Linked DNA regions of Zea mays: regions 1 and 3 are each linked to region 2. A link is a contact called in public Hi-C data. All regions are on one chromosome and are shown on one strand. Each heading gives the region's core, a stretch centred on a gene start, on an enhancer-like site or on the middle of the called end of the contact. The rest is flanking DNA. Distances are from core to core; before and after follow the strand shown. Region 1 holds the start of LOC100217188 (Heat shock protein 4). Region 2 holds the start of LOC103630123 (MAR-binding filament-like protein 1). Region 3 holds the start of LOC100273048 (CAPIP1).

Region 1 (4,423 bases), core at 1,834-4,333, 430 kb before region 2:
GAATTGTAATGCATTGCACATAAAGGTTCATAGCAAAGGAACACAATGACGACGCATTGGACAAAAAGGTTCATACGATACCAACGTAACGGTTAAGCATTGCACATAATACTCATAGAGAAGGAACACATAAGGATGAACCATTGCACATAAGGTTCATACAAAGGAAACATAAGGTAGTAGCATTCGTACATCGGTCACCCATGCATGACATACATAAGACACAAGTTCTTATTTCATGTCGATGCCTTACTACCAGTAACACCGTAGTCTACGTAGCACAATTACAGGTTCCAAATGCTATACCTAGTGGACCTGTCGGAGTCGTAGGAGTCATTGTCACTGGCCTCATACAGTTCAGGGGAGGAAGGGGGGCTGAAAGTAATTTGTCTAGGCCCTGGATTCACAGGCTCCGCAAGGCTAATTTGTTCCTCCATCCTCTCCTTCTCAGGGTCAGACCTTGCTTTGGTCTCAAGTGCGTCCTGCTCCATCTGGTCTACCTCCTTTCGAATTGCAAGTAGAGCATTGAGAAGGTAATGCTCGTCACCCATATGCCTGAAAGCCTCTTCTAGAAAGCTTCTAATATTGAAAGCACCAGTTTCCACTGACGATGCAAGATTGAGGACCAAGTGTTGCAGCACTTTGGCATCACGGCTGGTCATCTTGAATCGTATACTCAACCAGTACCTACTTGGCTAGACAAGGTGCATACATGAAAAAATTAGGGCAAGTCTTGTTCCTAATTGGTGAAATTAAAGTGTTCATGGCACTTAGGAAACTTCTGTGGGTTGCAATATAGAAAAGTAATATTTGACTTTAAGAAACTAATGTGCTGATGGCAGTTAGCAAAGTAGTGTTGGTTGTTTTTGTATGGACTGGTAAAGTATTTGTACACATGTATCCTGGCTTTGCTACGTGAGATGGTTCCATATAATAAGGTACAGCTGCACATAACACATGAAAGCACAGACAGAAAACATGGAGACAAACTTATGCAATTCATAAAAAACAATGTACTATAGCGAAAAAGGAGTTAGAACCTCAATTAGTTGAAGAGGACGTCAAACAATCAAATTATTTTATCAAGCTGCATAATAAGTAAAGGTTTCGTTAGTTGCATGCAACAGTTGGTCATGTAAGGAAAGACTACTCAAAATTTAAGGGTGAGATGTCCAATTCTTAGACACTTGAAGTAGCACCAATTTGAAGTAATCAATATGGAAGGAACAAGGGCTTGTGTTGGGGAATTGAACGGCACTGCTACTTAGTTCTTATACTACGAACATTAACATGGATATCTCTACCAGGAACATTCAACAAATAACATTCAATCCACATGAATGCAAATCATTTCGCAATACACAAAATGGTGGAGGCACAAACATGAGTAAACGAGGAAGAGGACTATGCAAATCACACTCAAGTCGGTTGGACCATAGTAAGGAAGCATCAATTTTGTGAATTCAAAACCACGGATCAGTTACCAATACGTGATTGAGGACAGGTTCAGATCTATGTGTAGCACAATATGAAACTTGGTTCTTGTACTTAAACAATCGTCGCATCGGATGTCGGACATTACCGCAACCCTAACTAGTCAGAGTAGGCGATGAACACATAAATCGTAGCGCAGAATCAAGGTAAAGTACAAGTAAACCCTAGCGGTAACCCTAGGTACGTGTTGGGGACTTGTTCTCAAATGCTAAGAATTAAGAACAAGGCAACACAAAAAATGTTAAGTGTTAAGGTCCTTCGTCCTCCATAACGATATATCCCTTCGGGATATAAAGCATCTCGGACGAAGGTTACGAAGGACATACCTTCGTAAGCATAACAACGAAGAATGAAGCATTCACACAAATCATAGAATATGAGATAAACATTTAAATATTGTCATAGAGTTATCTCTACTTGTATTAATGAATATAAATGACTTTGAATTACAAATGTACCTTCGTTCCTGTGGAAGGCAAAAGTACGAGCGTGATGCGAAAGCAAATGACAGGTTCACGTGTCCAGTACGGGAGTACTGTTCATCTATTTATAGACGCGGGACGCAGCCCACGTAAAATTACATCCATGTCCATTACATTTGTTAACGGCTTATGGAAATCTGTCGAGGCCCCTGAAGTCTTTTCATCTTTAAGTCGGTTCCCCCTTCTGCCATCGCGCCGAAGCTTCCCTGCGCACAGCTTCGGCTACACTCGACCTTCGTCTGGTTCAGGCTTCGTCCTGGCCGTGCTCCATATTCATAATTCTGGATCCGAAAATACCTGTTCACATAATCCACTCGGAAAACATTGTCAAATCATGTTTTTGAGGACCTTCGGAGGACGAAGGCCCCCAACAGTACGGTTTCGAAGGAACCCGGATCAAGCCGAGGTGTAGACGAAGGCGATGCGACGAAGCGTACCTTGTACCTTGTACCTCGAAAGACGCAGATCGGCTGAGCGTAGATCTGTCCACGAATGGATGACCTCCTTTCGACCTCGACCCCAACCCAAACGTTCCGGCGGACAGCGACGAACGGCGGCGGCGTCTTCGCACGGATCGGCCGGGTCGCCGGTCCGCGAAGGTTATGGGCGGAGTCGCTTCGACGAGCCCCACTGCTGGTCGTCGGCCGGAGGAAGACAAACTCTTCAAGGGCGACGGCGGATCGACGCGTACCTTCTCCGGCGGCGGTTCGGTCGCCCGCGGATCGCCTCGGGCGTCTTCCTCGGAGTATTCCGAGCGCGCGCTCTTGTCTGGGAAGGAAGCGGCTGCGACAAACTTCTCCGCCGTAGCGTCGCCATCCATTTAGCGGGAGAGAGAAGAAATCGGGAGGGAAGAGGAGGAGGAGGAGGAACGCGATGAAGGGGATAGAGGGGTACTGTAGCCCCTATCCCAGCAACAGTAATAGGGGAGGGGGCGCGTGGGGGCATGCGTTGAAGACAGTCTCAGATGTGTGGCGGCGCAGGATCGTAGCACCGAGGGTTTCCAGTCCACGTTCTAGAAGATTCCCGTCTACATTGGCCGACCCCGCGGCCCACACCGTATATCACCGCCTCCTATCCGGCCTCTGCCCTTCTCGCCGAACGGAAAACCCTGCCCGGACCTTCGTTGCAGCGCTACGAGCTTCGACGGGCCGCTCGATCTCCACCTCTGAAGGTATGATCGGACCCTCCATTTCTCCTTACTGGATGGTTAGGTTCATGTTTGTATGTTTTTTTTGCGGCGGGTTTGGAGCCGTTCAGCTGGGACGGCGGGTTTGTAGTCACCGGTTGGGATTCGCACTGCGTTTGGTTAAGAGTTCATAGCTGTTCGCTTTGATGCGTGAAATTCATGGTTTTAGCGTTCTTGTCTTGTCGAGTTTGTGACCGGCGCCTAACCAGCAGATCTCTGCCTTGTGCGATGCAGTGGCTGCTTGTGATCTAGATCTGAAAGCTGCAGTGGTTGACAGCTGAGTGTGAAACTGTGAATCGAAGATGAGCGTGGTGGGCTTCGACCTCGGCAATGAGAGCTGCATCGTGGCGGTCGCGCGGCAGCGCGGCATCGACGTGGTCCTCAACGAGGAGTCCAAGCGCGAGACACCCGCCATCGTCTGCTTCGGGGACAAGCAGCGGTTCATCGGCACCGCCGGCGCCGCGTCCTCTACCATGAACCCCAAGAACTCCATTTCTCAGATCAAGCGCTTGCTAGGCCGCAAGTACTCCGACCCCGAGGTACAGAGAGATCTCGCCTCCTTCCCGTTCCGTGTCACGGAGGGCCCCGATGGTTTTCCCCTGGTCCATGTACGATACCTGGGCGAGGAACGGACGTTCACCTCTACCCAGCTGCTTGCCATGGTGCTGTCCAATTTGAAGGGCATTGCTGAGGGTAACCTGAATGCTGCAGTTGTTGATTGTTGCATTGGTATTCCAGTCTACTTTACGGATCTGCAGCGCAGGGCTGTTCTTGATGCTGCTACTATTGCGGGTCTCCAGCCATTGCGATTGTTCCATGAGACAACAGCCACTGCACTGGCATATGGTATTTATAAGACTGATCTCCCGGAGAATGACCAGTTGAACGTTGCATTTGTTGATGTCGGTCATGCAAGCATGCAGGTCAGTGTTGTCGGTTACAAGAAGGGACAGCTCAAGATGTTGTCGCATACGTATGACCAGTCTCTTGGCGGGAGGGACTTTGATGAGGCCCTGTTTAAGCACTTTGCAGCTAAATTCAAAGAGGAATATAAGATTGATGTGTACCAGAATGCGCGTGCATGCATTAGGTTGCGTGTGGCATGTGAGAAACTTAAGAAGGTACTGAGCGCCAACCCAGAGGCCCCACTGAACATTGAGTGTTTGATGGATGAGAAGGATGTGCGGGGTTTTATTAAAAGGGAGGAGTTCGAACAGATCAGTGCCTCGGTGCTGGAACGCGTGAAAGGACCACTGGAAAA
Region 2 (3,961 bases), core at 352-2,851:
ACTAAAGAAGAGATCTACACACACATGATTGTTCAATCCAAGATAAATTGGTAGCGTTAATGTACGACACTTTAATTAATAATATATAGTATCTGCCCTACATATGCTTATACAACACCCGTAACATGCAAATACTTGACATTTCAACCACTTCATTGTTTAAAAATCTTTGACATTCAATGTTTTCCAATTCACATACTTTACACTTTACTCTTACCAACTATATATCTCCATGCAAAACTTTTTGAAAAACTGAAATCACAACGTATTCAAAATAACTATGTTGGCAACAGCGTGGGAATTAAAAGAGTTCCAAAGTTGGCAAACAATGGATCAGCAATCTTGGTGACAGAGGTCCACTAAACGATAAAAGACAGTCCAAATCCAGATAATAAAGACCTAAGGTATGGACACTTTTAGTGGTGTCCTGTGTTGCATGAATATCAACAAACAATGAAGGAATAGTAAGAGAAGAGGGCAGTTTTACTAGTTGTAGATTCCAATAAGGTTGGCAACGATGCCTACTTGATGAGCTACTGGATGTTAGGAACTAACTGGTGTCAAAAGGGTGGCTCAAGGCAGTTTGGCGTAATGCCAACTCCGTCCTCAAGCGGGCAGGGACGCAGGGTTGAAGCACCTCGTGGCAAACTTTGACCTTAACGAAGTTGACAGGGATTTTAAACTAGTGACCAAACAGCATGTAGGATTATAGGTGCAAAGTGATTATGGAAAGTGATGCAGTCTGTTGGGTTCTACAAGTCTATATTGTGTAGCAAGTTTATTAAGAGAGGGGCAAGGTATCTTATTAGTATCTACGAATTTCACAGATTTAATAAAAGCAAAAAAATTACACTTACCATCCTAGCAACAAGGGGTGTCGAAATGAGGTTTACTACTAAGAGAGTCTACCATTTACGCGGGAAACTTAGCATCGCAATTGCACAGGCCACGTATCCTATTAGTATCTACGAATCTCACAGATTTTATCGGATTTAATAAAACCCCAAAAAATCACACATATCATCCTAGCAACAAGGCGTCAAGGCGAGTGTCGAAATGAGTTTTACAACTACTGACCAGTGACGAGATCAACCGAGGAGAGCTGCGCCCTGGCCGCCGCCGCCGCGGCGTCGCGGAGGCGGAGGAGCGGGAGCACCGAGACGCCGACCAGGAGCACGGCCCTCCTCCGCGTGGCGTCGTCCGCAGCGGGGGAGCGAGCGGTGCTGGACGCCGAGGCAAATACTGCGGTGGCCCGCCCGACGCCGCTGCCGCGGCGGCCGCGGGGTGGAGGGAGAAGGGCGGGACGGGGCGGCTGCGCCACCGACGGCGAGAGTAGGAGGTGGTGGTAGCCCATGCCGGCGTCGTAGTCGCAGAGACCAAAAAAACCCTATTACCTCCCTCGCCGGCCGCAGCTTTGCTACCTGGAGCGGGGTGGTAGTCACGGGAGCATTCGTGGGAACGGAAATGGTAGTCAGCTCTGCCTTCCGCGCTGGGGTTGGGGACTGAGAGCAGCGGGGAGTGCCGTGGCGACGCGCAAGCTGAAGCGGAACTGCGGAAGCGGAGGAGAAGGTTTCGGACACTGTCAGACTGTCGGGTTATGCTTACGTGGGCTCTTCACAGGCTACATGGGCTTTGGCCGACGGTGGGCACTACGCTACCAGAATGTCAAACGGGCCCATCATGAATAAGAGATTTGTTTTCATAAGACCGCTAGGGATTGATATTGTTTGACACTGTTTGTAGAGAGAAGTTTGGATTATAGGATATGATAGTGGATCTTCTGCAGATAGTCTAAGAGCTAGTTTAGAAACTTTATTTTTCCAAGTATTCTTGAAAAATGGAAATCACTTGGAAAAATAGTGTCGGTGTTTGGACCCGTGGACCTAACTAACCAGTGAAATAGCGTCGCGTGCCCAAACCCAGATGGTGATGCGAGTTGACACAAGCGATTTATCCTGGTTCGGGCTATGAAGGGCCCTACTTCCAGCTAAGAGGGATAAGGCTTATATTACTCGCACCAAAGTGCTCACAGTAGGGGTTACAAGCACGACGGGAGAGGGAAGGACCCCAAGTCCCTGAGAGTGATTGAGGCAAATGCCAATACCGAATGGAGGAGAAAACTGCCAAGTGTTCACCCTCTCCCCCTGTGGGAGCCATGGACTGTCCTATTTATAGGCCCGGGGAGAGCTGCCTTGTAGACGTGAGCCGACTACATGTTGTGAAGGGGTGTCTTCATGTCTTGTAGACAATATGGTCTGGTACTTTGTTGTTGACTTCTGCTTGCTTGTTTTCCGCTGAGAGCCGAGGTCGAGGGCTCAGTTACGTATCCGAGCCCTCTGGCATGGAGTTGCCCATACCGTAGTGGTTGACTTAGTGCCCGTCATGGGAAAAAGGCTCTTACGGGGTGCGTCAATCTTCATTGTTTTTTACGACGTTGGGAAGTCCTCTGTCACATATATCGAGGTAAGAGCCGAGCTCGGACGAGGCGGAGGTCCGTCTGAGGTTGCGACCGAGCTTTATATTGAGACTTGATGACGCGCGCCACAATCGACGAAGTGGCCTTCCACGGGATTCACGAGGGAGCAGGTAGCCGAGGCCTGGTTCAGGCGAGGCAGAGCTTGCACCCGAGGTTGAGTTTAGCGTCGGGCCAGACGGAACTCGTGCCCTAGGTCTTGACCCGCGTCTTGTCATATTATGCGTCCCATTAGGAGCTGTCAGGTGGCGTCCACACGTGTAATGATGTAGGTGAAACTTTGACAAGATCGCGGTCCTATTGAAAGATTCACCTGCAGCCCGACGTGAGGTAGATGCACTCATTGAATGCGGTTGTTCCCAACAGCCCTCGGGCAAGCTTTGTCTTTACTGCCTAAGGCGGGCTCGGGTGAGATGGACATGGCCACCTTGGTGTGAGGGAGCCTCGACCGGGACGGAGATTCTCCTGAGCTTCCGTCCTGCCCGAGACAAGCCTCAGACAAGGCGAAGTTTTGGGAAGACCCACGAGGGGGGACTTCGAGCGAGGCAGCATTTTAGTAAGACCCCTTAGGAGGACCTCGGGCAAGGCGGGGTTTTGGTTCCTTGCCCTCGGGGGATGTATCTTGATGGAGTTCTTATAATTTTAAGCGCGTTTTAGGGGTGTAATCTGGGTCCCCTAATTATTGTACCGACAATAGCCTCGCCTTCCAAAGGAGTGTTTTGACACTCGTTTGGAAGTACTTCTATTCTTTGTGTGGGTACCACGGTTTACAAAACCGTTTAGCCTTAAAAAACCGTTATCCACCGGTAACGGTTTACCGTCGGTAAACTGGTGGAAACCGGTAAAAACCGATCGATTTGACCAATTCAAATCAATTTGAATTCGAACCGGTTTACCGGCGGAAAACCGGCGAAAAACCGCTCTAAACCGTCGGTTAATCGCGAAACAAACTGGTTTTTGTTGTTTTTTTACAGAAAAATGATTTTTTTTGAAAAGAATTATTTGTAGTTTGCTTAATTCACATTGCACAGTAAATATTAATTGATTCACACGATATGTGTTCACCAAAATAACATACAACATACATATGCAACCACAAACTCCAGTTTTCATGCAACAAACAACCAGCGAACTCCGCAATAATCAAATACAAGTTATTTTACAACTCTCCAACGAGGCAACGACACATAGGTTGACTTATTTCACAATAATCACATGTTCAGCTCGAGTCATGGTGATAGTACTTAGGCATGTTGGAAGTGTCATGATATTGTTCCAATCCGTCATAGTAATAGTGATAGATCTATACAAAATATATGAGATACATTATCGAGAAAACAAGAGAGGCAAACAAATACTTATCCACAAAGCAAAAAAAACATACCGGAGTGTGTGTGTGGTGTTTGTGTATTGCATGTTGAAAGGGAAATAAGCTTACACCTTTTCCTAATTGATTTTGGTGGTTGAATTGCCCAACACAAATAATTG
Region 3 (4,294 bases), core at 1,117-3,616, 260 kb after region 2:
TTCCTTTGATATCAAATTTTGACTAATACAAAGTTGCATGGTATAATCAAATTTGTCAAGTCAACATTCAACATAAAGTTAGTATTACAAATATGCAGCAGGAGGAACAAGAAGTGAGTTTACTCGAGTGAAGGTGTTGATGTACACCCAGACCGCCAAGTTCAAGTCGTGTCAAGGCAATTTTGGGTGCTTATTTCTTCATAACATTAGGGACATGGAAAAGCTGCTTGAACCCAAGCTAATTTCTAAAAGCATAGCGGGAAACTATGGGGTAGATGTGTAGAAGTTCTTAAAACAATCAATAATAACATTATACTGAAAGTTATCTAAACCTAATTAGGAGGCAAAATTCAACACACAAGGGTAGAGGTGCAGAAGTATGAACATTAGGGACATTCCGTCCTAGCTACCCAAATCTCTCAAAACACAAGGGGATACCAACCCATTCTAGCTCGCAGCAATACACATGGGACACGAAAAAAGTTGTTTGAAAAAATTTCTAGTGTGTTCAATTTCTAGTCACCATCGTGCATGCCTCCATCCGATGCGAGAGGCATTAGATTTGAACATAGGTTAAGCCTCTGTGAACTTGTGAGTCGCACCATTAATTTCTTTGGATCAGATGAACAATATTGTTCATACCAGAAATAAAAAAGGATATAAGAATTCGTGGCCATACCTGTAGACAGGTGTTGGCCACCTGACCGGACGCAGTAGCTGCTTGCTGGTGCTGGAGCAAGGCGGGGACACTGGACTGCTACGTGATGCGGCTGCCGCTTGCTGGGATCGGGTCGTGGTCGACTGCTGGCTTGCTGGAGATGGGCATTGCGCTAGGCGTCGCCGCGTCAGGGCATCCAGGCAAGATAGGGGGTGCTCCGATGCTGGCTAGAACGTGGCAGGCCGGTGGAGCGCTCCAACACATGCGACGATGGCGATGGGAGGGAAAGGCCACGGGCAATGTGGGGAGGAGGGAGCGGCGCGGCGGGACGCCGTGAACTGCAAACACACGATAGCTACGGGCTAGATCGGAGGAGTGTGTGCGGCGACGAGAAGGTAGAGCACGAAGAGGAGGGGAAAGACGCCACAACGAGGAGCGAGTGGGGCTACTGCTACTGGTTGCCACCGACGATTTAGATGGATCTAGGACTAGGAGGAGCTAGGAGAGGGGCGAGCAGCGGTGGCGAGGAGGTCAGGGAGGAAGGTGGATCTAGGGCCACATCTGAGGAGCGAGGATACTAGGATAGTGGTGGGTGGGGGGAGGGGGCGGCGGGCGCGGCGGGCAGTGCGACGGCTAACTTGGAGGGGAGGATTGCGAGCGGGGGATGGCAGTTGTCGCGGAGGCGGGTGCGCCGGGGGGGGGGGGGGGGGGGGGTTGCATGGCGCACCAATTGTGGACGTCCTCCTTACCTCCTTATATAATAGTAGAGGTGGACCGCCCTATTTCATCTTTTCTTGTACGTCCAACCAAACACACCTTAAACCCTGACACTACAAGTAGAAAGCATGAAACTCTCATATACAGTGTAGGTGTAGCTATTAAGATATGTTTGGATCACTGTGTAATAAAGTCTAGTATGTCGATCAATAACTGATTACATATGAACTAATGAAAAATTTCCTTTTTCTAATGAGTTCTATCTATTAATTAGCCTATATTGATTTGTTATTAGACTATAGTTAGTTTATACTACATCCGTTCCAAAATATAAGTCATTCCAAGATTCTTAGAGAGTCAAAGTTTTTAAAGTTTGACAAAAAAATATAGCGAGAATCATAAAGATTTATGACACAAAATAGATATAGTATAAAAACATATTTACTGGATAATCTAATGATATACATTTGATATCTTAAATGTTATTAATTTATTGTATAAATTTGGTCAAACTTAAAAAAACTTTAACTCTTCAAGAATCTTGGAACTGTTTAAGCTTTGTATTAGGTATCCAAGACATGCAATAAAATTTAGTTCAGTCTATGTATCCAGAAGAGAACAGTGATCTCACGTGACGGATATAGTTGTGCTCGTATGTGATGATATGAAATTTAAATATTTTTGTTTCCGTCATTGGGCGCAGAGAGAGCCGAACAAACAAGTCGTCGCGGCGGTCAGGCGTGTCCGTGTAGCCGCTGGCGTAGTACATGGACCTGGCGCACGCGCGCACGCCCCAGCCCCCTCGCCCCGCGCTTGGATAACTCGTGGGCGGGGCCCAGCCCCGCACCATTCAGCCCGCAGATTTTTGTACCCGCCGGCTGGGCCTCGGCCTCGGCGTGCAAGAAACTAGAAAGAGGAGCAGACAAACAAAATCGATTAGAAAATTAACCCCAGGCCAGAAACCCACTCTCTCTCTCCCCCGATTCCTTTCCTCGTCCTCATCCGTCCAGGGGAGCAAACAAGCAAGCAAGTAAACGGGCGAGGAGCTGGATAGAGGCCGGCGACGCGAAGCAACCGCCGATCGGAGCCGCGGCTGAGGAGGAGGAGCAAGCTCGAGATGGTGGGTCTCGTCGGCGGCAGCACGGCGCGGGCGGAGCACGTCGTGGCCAACGCCGGAGGAGAGACGGAGTACGTGCGCCGCCTGCACCGCCACGCGCCGGCCGAGCACCAGTGTACTTCCACCCTCGTCAAGCACATCAAGGCGCCCGTCCACCTCGTAAGTTCCCATCGCCCGCTCCCCCCCTCGCCCCGGTCCTTGCCGCCTCCCGGCTGGTCCCGGTGGTGGGTGGTGGTTCAGTGGTTGGATTGGACGGCCACGCCCAAGTAGCGTGCTAGTACTTGGGAATTTGGGATTGTTTTGCCTCACGTCTGGGCTGCTATTTCTCTCGGATCTGGAGTTCTTCGTCCAATTCCTCATGCCTTGTTGGGTGTTTCTTCCCCGATCGATGTGTTCTCGTGATGTCGGGTGAATTGCTGGCGTCAAATCAATTGCGACGCCCAATTTGAAGCTGATGCCATCGATCGCATCGCAGGTGTGGGAGCTGGTCCGGAGCTTCGACCAGCCGCAGCGGTACAAGCCGTTCGTCAGAAACTGCGTTGTGCGCGGTGACCAGCTCGAGGTCGGTAGCCTGCGCGACGTCAACGTCAAGACCGGCCTGCCGGCGACAACAAGTACCGAGCGCCTCGAGCAGCTAGATGACGACCTGCACATACTCGGCGTCAAGTTCGTCGGCGGGGACCACCGCCTCCAGGTCCATGCTGCTGCTTACTCTACCCCCTGCACACGCTCTGTTTGATGCCCCCTGCTTACTTGTCGGTGTACTCCCATTTTTTTTCAGCAACTCTGAGATTGGGTGTGCTTCCCTTGTTACCCATTTCTCTTTTTAAATTAAATTATGCTTTCTTGTTGCGGGAGACTAGGTTTTAGACCTAAAACCGAATATATACCAGTATACATGATGGAGATGTTAGTTTGGAAGGTCAATCAGTACTTCAAAAGTACTTCAAAAGGATATCTTTCGATATTTAGGATCAATCCTATATTGACGAAGATGTTAGTCATAGAATCAAAGTTGAGTGGATGAGGTGATGTTAAACATATGGCTTAGCTAAAAGGCAATTTTTAAAGGACGCCAATTAGACCTGCTATATTATATGGTATAGAATATTGACCTATAAAAGATGACATATTCAACGGATAAGTGTTGCAGAAATGTGTATGTTGCATTGGATTAATGGCCATACAAGGAGCGATTGAGTCTAGAACAATGATATATGTGATACGCTAGGGCTAGCACCAATTTTAAAAAGCTTCTTCATCATCTATAAGGGAAGGCCGAAGTTGACATAATAAGAGGCAACAAAAGACGATTGGAATGCATCCAAATATTTAGCTTTGAATATGAATGCATTGAAAATATGCTGAATCTCAAGTTCTCAACTTTTGTTTTTGTTGCCTTGCGTCTATCCCAACTTGCTTTCTTGTTGTTGTTGGTGTTGTTGTTTCTGGTTACCATTTGACTACAATCGTGATCACTAGATGCTATGAATGAAATGCCTTTGCTAGCTTTGTTGCATATGGCATCTTGGTCCTGTTTTGAAGCTGGGAATGGAATCTAAATTTGTACTCCCTCCATCCCACAATACTATTCATTTTAGCTTTGGTTGTTTTATCTATACTCAAATGGATGATAAATCTAGACACATATATAAAACACACACATCAAGTATTGTGTGAATCTATTAATTACCCAAAACAAATTTTAATTTGGGACAGAGAGAGTATGATCTTTTAGGAGTATCCATTTGAACTTAATCATTGTACCATATGTTGCAATAAAAGCAATTAGCTTATGTTGA

Evidence for each region. A called contact is a pair of places that touch in the nucleus more often than the background predicts.
Region 1: a Hi-C map of endosperm shows a contact between it and region 2, with 4 times the contacts expected there. The contact joins the promoter of LOC100217188 here to the promoter of LOC103630123 in region 2. A contact is called at or near these places in 2 of 25 Hi-C or Micro-C datasets (endosperm and leaf).
Region 3: a Hi-C map of leaf shows a contact between it and region 2, with 5 times the contacts expected there. The contact joins the promoter of LOC100273048 here to the promoter of LOC103630123 in region 2. A contact is called at or near these places in 2 of 25 Hi-C or Micro-C datasets (bundle sheath and leaf).

What each region holds. Positions count from the first base shown.
Region 1 is chr6:141,235,224-141,239,646 of Zm-B73-REFERENCE-NAM-5.0, forward strand. It overlaps LOC100217188 (Heat shock protein 4), which reads left to right and starts at 3,084. Exons shown (of 10, transcript NM_001360083.1): 1 at 3,084-3,147; 2 at 3,397-4,423. The coding sequence starts at 3,465.
Region 2 is chr6:141,665,202-141,669,162 of Zm-B73-REFERENCE-NAM-5.0, forward strand. LOC103630123 (MAR-binding filament-like protein 1) reads right to left here and starts at 1,602. Exons shown (of 3, transcript XM_008651210.4): 1 at 1,078-1,602. The coding sequence starts at 1,354.
Region 3 is chr6:141,925,862-141,930,155 of Zm-B73-REFERENCE-NAM-5.0, forward strand. It overlaps LOC100273048 (CAPIP1), which reads left to right and starts at 2,367. Exons shown (of 3, transcript NM_001147497.1): 1 at 2,367-2,651; 2 at 2,968-3,186. The coding sequence starts at 2,493. LOC111589581 (a long non-coding RNA gene) reads right to left here and starts at 1,243. Exons shown (of 3, transcript XR_002748672.2): 1 at 680-1,243.